2 separate regions of the Arachis hypogaea genome follow, and region 2 is linked to region 1. Evidence: chromatin contacts called from public Hi-C data. All regions are on one chromosome and are shown on one strand. The core of a region is the stretch at or near the end of the contact, and the rest is flanking DNA. Distances in the headings are between cores, read along the strand shown. Region 1 holds the start of LOC112775689. Region 2 holds the start of LOC112776436 (zeta-carotene desaturase, chloroplastic/chromoplastic).

Region 1 (3,527 bases), core at 858-3,357:
CGCACCGAAGGATCTGTACAAGGTGTAGATGATAACATTGCAGCTTCTAATATGGCAAAAAAATAATCACTAGTTCCAGATTTTACACTTCCAGCTTGAATCAGCTGTATAGCAAGCTTCGCAGCCTTGTTGACCTTTGCAGGGTTCTTGATGTGGGAAGTTATCTTCTTCATGGCCTTAATAACCTGTCCTTCAGAAGCATCCGTAGAGGTTTTAAATTTCAAGCTTTTTTTTGGTGCTGCAGCTGCATTCACAGCAGATAATGTAGGTTCAGATTTCAGAAAATTTATTAATGTAAAATTCATCATTTTAAACAGATGTGTAAGTGAATACCAAAGCAATAACTGCATAATATACCAGCATTTCTGTAAATCCAGGAGAAAATATACCAAACTTCGATCCTCTTTCTATTGTTGCAACACCACAAACCAAGGTCTTCATATAGTTAGATAAAACAACCTAAAGTGATTTATACAGCATATACATGGATAACTTTCAGACTTTCGCAATCATGAATCAACCTAAACTTTTCATACTTCATAATAAAAAACAAAACATGTATTGTTCCACTAAGCAACGCCTCAGGTTCAAACACTGCATAAAGAAAACTAAGACTTTACTGTTATCATAAGCTGATCAGAACTATGGTCTACTAGACTCTATATGCTAAAAGCTTTACACTAATATTACTGAAAGAGCAAACAAGACAGGTCACGTTAGATGAATTTAGCAGTCAAATTGAACGTAAAATGAGTACTTACTATCTTTTAGCATCTTGCACTTGATTAATTCAATGCCTATTTTTCCTAAACCAGGTAAACTAAGACACTGTTTGGATGCATGGCAAGTTTTGGAAACGTTTATAGAATGTGTTTCTCGGTCAGCAAGGAATGGAATGGTCAAGAATGTCTTACAGAACCTCACTTTGCCGTCGAAAATAAGGGAAATAGCATATTATCTTTTCTATTCCATCACCAGCCATGGAAGTCCCCAAACAAGGGTGTGCCGGTGCGGCATACATATAACAATCCATTCTCTTCTTTTCTATTCCATTCCATTACTTACCAATTTGCCATCACAAATATATCTCCCAAACAGAGTCTAAACGAAAGGCCTTTTTTTTCCCTCTTAACCCCGATTCGAAGGAAACCCTAATCCTAGGGTTATATGCTTCCCAGTAATAAATAAATACATAAACAAAATGTTAAACTAAAAAGCAGTGATTGCCGACGTAAAACAAACAATTGAGTTAAGAAGGTAAGAGAAATTGAAGTAACCTTGAGTGTCAGACGGAGTATGGTTTGGGCGCTTGAGGGCACTCTTGAGAATTGGCTTCGATGGTGGTGCTGCTGCTGCAACTTGAGAGGATTCCGTGTCGTTGTTAGCGGTGCTGGGAAAATTGAGATGCGGTTTTTGTTGTCGCTGCGGCGGTTCAGGATCATCATGGTGTTGAGGTGGAGGCAATCCCTCGAATAGGTTGTGTGCCATGTCGGTCACCAATTACTGCTTCTGATTCTCCGATTATAATTACGATTATGACGAAGCACAGAACACGCCCACCAACACCACGACTTCCCAAAGACCCAAATCCAAAACCCCTAAACAATGATGACTTCTTGTGCGCTTCTGTCAGTTTGGTTTAGCAAGAAAATTTAAGATCCCACATGATTGAATCGCGCATGTACACGTGGTTACCGTAGGGGCCAGCTTCGCAGGAGTGGCAGGAGTCCATCTCCAACGGCTAGCTTGGTTCAGCGCTAGCCAACTCCTTGGCGTAACGGTGTTCCACCCTGTTGGGCTTCGTGGGCCTGTGATTGACGAGGACAACTCAAGAAAACCCCAAACTAAGAGGTGGAGGGAAATAAGCGACATACGCGCTGATGCAACAAAATATTATTGTGTGTAATAAAACCACAGTTTTCAAGAAACAAAAAAAAAAAAAAACATAGTTTTTTTTATCAAACCACCGAAGCCCTGAATCAATGGCAGCATCACCTGCCTCACTAGGAGTTGTGCCTCACTAGGAGCTGCACCTAGGTTTGAATCCTCAATGAGGAATATAGAACCTATACTAGTAGTAGTAGTGTGTGTTGTGTGAGTGGGTGTGTGTTGTGTCATGTGTAAGACTCAAAATAAAATAAAATCGAACCGAACCGATGGGTTTAACTAGATTAATTGGAAATCAGTCATATGCTCAGTTTGGTTGATCCCAAAAACTATCTAGCCAAAAGCTGACTAAAGGACCGACTTAATCGGCGGTTAACTGGTGAACCATCGACATCGCCGAATTTGTTAAGAGTTTTCGGTTCGGGGCATACACTAAAAAACGTTACTATTTTATTAAAAAAAAAACCCTAAAGATTGAAGAATCCTAGCCCAATACTACCATGCCACCCCTCTCTTTTTCCTTGAACTTTGAACGTTGGAGAGTGAAGAACCCTAGCCTCCAAATCTCCTTGGAAGTTCGAAGTTCGAACACAGTTGTAGCCACCATTCCTCTTCAAAGTCATCACCGAACTCTTCTTGTCTGGGAACAAACTATGGGTGTCGCGTCGCATGTTGAAGTTCTATTCGACGAAAGTTCAAACGCAACCCGCAGCCACCATCCCACTTCTCATCATTCCTCCTCTCGTTGCCGTCGTAGGAAGGTCTCCTACTCTCTTCTCCTCTCATCGTTCTCAATTGTCGTCGCCGTCACTTTCCTTCCTCGCTCTTTCTCACTCTCACCATGAATGTCTCTCTAAATCGTCACCTCTGTTTCACTGCTCGCTTATTCACAGTAGGGACCTTGCTTTCACCTTTAATTTGTTTCGGTCCACTGCTCTTTTGATTTTGAGTTGATTCTTCTGAAATAATTTTTTTGATTATTGATGTTACATTATTAATTTTGTTGATTTCTAATTTTATTGTCTAATTGTATGGATATTGGCTTCTGAGTTTGTCTTCTAAACTTCTGATGCTAGATGTAATTGTTGATTTTGTGTTATGATGCTGCATGTATTGTTGGTTTGTTGATGTGATTTGAAATTGTGTGTAAATCTATGTTCAATAATCCATACTTTGTTGTTGTCTGTATTTAATTTGTGTAAGTTTGTGTTTGTAATTGTTGCTAATTAAAAAGTTTTTTTTTTTGAAAATGAAACTATTAGACAGGGATCATGAATCACATTTATTCAATTTTTAATAATTTTATTTTATATTTAATTAAATTGATTGAATTCTGATTGGACCATTGAACCATTTAACCAGTTATCTTATCAGTTCATTAACTGATTTGGATTTTGCAACCTTGAATAAAACTCATGCGTCATTGTATACCAAGAAAAAAAACCATTATGCGTCATTGTACACAATAAAAAAACTCATGCATCATATCTCTCAAATGAGAGAAAGTTCCTCTCAAATGGAGAGTAGCTTAGAGCATTATGTCATGCTCTTTGAGGGAAGACTAACCCTCAATATCTCTTATTTCTAGCATACTATTATTAGGCAAAATTTTCTCATATCTTAAAACAAAAAACGTTTAC
Region 2 (3,725 bases), core at 795-3,294, 650 kb after region 1:
CTAAACTTCGTAGGTCGCGACCAGTGGTTATTGTATGCATGTTTATGTATATATCTTGTCTTTATCCTATTCTTCCTTAATGTTTTATTTTGCTTCGCTTTCTGAATGCGCTTTGTTTTTTTCATCGATAGTGTGAGTTTCTGATCGCGATTTTATTTTACTAATTTTCAGGCTTCTCGTTTAATAATTCCTTTCAATTATATATGTATTATAAATCCACCTTGAGTCGTACCATCTTATTATTATTGACTTATGACTTGAGCATAAGGATTTAAATACTAGGGTGTTACACAACCAACACATGAGCTCATAGCTTGCATAGGACAGACATGCATCATACTTGTTTGCACATACTTCTATGTGATATGTGTTTCTATGATTGTGTGTATGTGCTTCTTGACTTGTGATTTTCTCTGTATCTTTGATTTGTTAAAGTTGTTTGTATTCTGAGGTTTGTTGTTGTTGGTTATCTATTGAAGATTACAAATTTGTGGAATTGCTATGTAACAAATAATAAAATAGACATAACTATCCACTTCGGACCTACTAAGAACTCTCCAATTCTTACTCCCTATTTCCACCATTTTCAGCTACAGGTGTGAAGGCTTATTGCGAAGTTGTAGGAGTATAGAAGAATATGTTTGCAAGTTGAGTTGTTGTTAGAATTTATTTTTTTCCTTGCCTTGTAGTTGAAGTTTTATTCAGAGGGGTAGATTTTGTAATTGGTTTTGTATGTAATACTATAATGTATAATATTAAGTATGTGAATATGTGTTATTTGTTCTTGATGAAAAAGTTGTAACTTTTCAGTAAAATCATCGACAGATTAACGTGTAAAGATTCAATATTAAATAAATAATAAAGGAATTAGGTTAGTAACACCTTACTTTTGGTACGATCATGACGTACTGAAAGTTGAGTTGTTACAGAAACACAAACGACGAAAAATAATAAATTTCTTTTAACCTTCTATAACGGCAAAAAAAATGAAATCACAGACCCAATCAACAAACTAAATAGAATATCACTCATCAAATGACAATGACGTTCAGAATTTGGATTTGGAACTTGCCCTAATTCCGAAATCCAAGCATGTAGTTCACACATAAATAGTCCCAACGATTTGAAGTTTACTTTATTTAAAGTTTCAGGTGCCGCTGAACGAATTTCTTCTCCTTCAGCCATCAAGCTCTTCCCTCAACAATATAGAAAAGCTACCAGACCAACAGCACTCTCAGTTTGCCTCAAACATGAATCTCTATTTACTATAAACTCCTATGTTAACCTTTTTGCAAAAAAAAAAAAAAAAAAAAAAACTTTATTCCTTTAAATTTTTTTTTATTATCACATATTTAAAAAAAAAAATTTCATTTGTTTTTTGGACTGGATTCATTTGTGTCTTGGTCATTAACAAATTAATTTTTTCTTTTACTTTAGACAAAGATGGTGCCAATACTTTTTAAATTGTTTAACATAATTTTTAGTCCATCTATAGTGTTTAAGTATGTCCGATCCGATCAAAAAGTCAAACAAAGAAAACTAAGGTCCACCACATATCTAATATTTTGAATAAATATATATTAAAATTATTTTCTTAAACTAAAATCATTACTATTTCTTAATCCATTCTTTAATAACAATTGATGACACACATTTTTTGAATTGTAAGACCTTTTATTAAATGAAAATAGATTTTCTTAATTTTTTTATTTAAAAAAAATAAAAAATAAAAAATTACACTTTATTTTTTTAATTAAAAATAAAATTAAAAGGATTCATTCTCGATACTAAGCCTCCTACCACCAATTGTAGCTGATTGAAAAACACTAACACTTAACCAGGACAGGTGTTTGCATCAAAGCTATGACATGCAGCATATATAGGTGATGATGGATTTTGTTTTAGCACTTAACCAACGATTATTCTGACCACCAACAGTAAATGTTAAAATTTATTTGCGACTTAAAATTTGTTTAGAACTAAAAAATTTCAGACACTCATCTGAGGTATTTCCTTTAAATATTTATCCTGGTAGTTGACAACTAACAAAGGTAAATATCATTGAAGGAAAAAAGAAGAAATAAAGAAAGAGGTCAACGTTGGGGAATTGTGTTTCTTTCCACTCTCCACTGTCCATTGCGCAACCCCCACTACCACAACTAGTACCCCTAATCCAAGCCAACAACTAACGAGGCTTTGTTGGTTCATTATCCACCCACCACTAAAATGGAATTGCCATTGTCACTTGTGACTCACTCAGTGCCACCTCCATTTCCCCTTTCTTAATAAATAATTTTATTTTATTATCCTCCTCAAACAATTCCGAGTGGTTACAACGCAAATTCTAATCCCTTCAACTACCGGACAAATTCATCAATTTCAGCATCTCTTCCCAACCCAACTTACTCAGATACCTCTCTCTCTAATGCGTTCCATGCTCCTCCAATTTATTACGCCCTCTTTTTCAGACCCATATAATAATAATAATAATAATAATAATAATAATAATACATATACTTAGTACACTACGAACCGCAACCGCATCCTTCATAGTAGTTTCTTGTTTCTTCAGACAAAGGTATGGCTTCTTTGATTCAGTGTCCGGCCACTTCTCTCTCCGGAACTCGTTTCAACAAGCCACTCAAGTCTCGTGTTCGTTGCTCGTTAGATTCTAATGTCTCCGACATGAGCGTCAACGGTTAGTATCTTCTTCTTTCTTTTATTTTTCTAAAGCAAACTACGAGGTATTCAATTTCGGATAAATTTTTGGATATACAGTTTCCGTAGCAGTTTGTTACTTTCATTTAATGTTTTTCTTTTTTTGGTATTTGAATTATTATCATATTATCCATAAGGAAGGAACAACTATGATATACGAAGACAGAAAAACATTACTTTACACATATAAATATACACAAATACTACGTGATAGCTGATTTGGTGCCGTAGTTTTTGTGTTCATGGAGCATTTTTGGGAAAGAAATTACTATCTTAGCAGCAGGAATTTTGGGCGCATAGTTAACGCGCTTTTTTTTTTTTTTTTGAAAAAAAACATAATTAAAAAAAAGCTTAGTATAATGATGTTGCTATCTGAACAAAAAAATTGGGTCATCATGGCAATGGGGCATGTAACTTTGTAGTGTACAGTGTGTAATTTTGACATTAATTGTTGGTGAATTTCTGTGCCTGTGGGTGAATACTGGATTGTGAAGGATGGTAGTTAGGGTCTATCATAGGGGAGTGGTGTGAGCTTATGAATGAATCTGGTTGGCCCATGTTACCAGGTTTAGTTATTATAGTAATTGAGCTGAGCTGTAAGTTTGACAAATGAAATGGTTTCCTGCCAGCGCCGAAAGGGCTGTTTCCGCCGGAGCCGGGGCATTATCGAGGACCAAAGCTGAAAGTTGCCATCATTGGGGCTGGGCTTGCTGGCATGTCAACTGCAGTGGAACTCTTGGATCAAGGACACGAGGTTCAGCTCCTTTAATCTTTAATATCACACTTCCTCCATTTCATATGTTATAAGTCATTTTGATACTTTGATTTATGAATATATGTGAAAAGTCAAAGTGACTTATCAGTATGGAACGGAGAAAATGTTATTTTGAAATTGGATGTTATGGTGTACATGGTAAACTTGATTTTTGAAGCAAAGTGGAGTGATTTGGTCAGTTTCTTAACACAATTATGGTGTTAAATTTATTAGGATATTCTAGATAATGCAT

What was found. A called contact is a pair of places that touch in the nucleus more often than the background predicts.
Region 2: a contact with region 1 is called in a Hi-C map of leaf, with 4 times the contacts expected there. The contact joins the promoter of LOC112776436 here to the promoter of LOC112775689 in region 1. A contact is called at or near these places in 2 of 8 Hi-C or Micro-C datasets (both in leaf).

The regions. Positions count from the first base shown.
Region 1 is chr19:56,821,658-56,825,184 of arahy.Tifrunner.gnm2.J5K5, forward strand. LOC112775689 reads right to left here and starts at 2,108. Exons shown (of 5, transcript XM_025819507.3): 1 at 1,278-2,108; 2 at 1-244. The coding sequence starts at 1,488.
Region 2 is chr19:57,470,808-57,474,532 of arahy.Tifrunner.gnm2.J5K5, forward strand. It overlaps LOC112776436 (zeta-carotene desaturase, chloroplastic/chromoplastic), which reads left to right and starts at 2,045. Exons shown (of 14, transcript XM_025820598.3): 1 at 2,045-2,698; 2 at 3,348-3,472. The coding sequence starts at 2,581.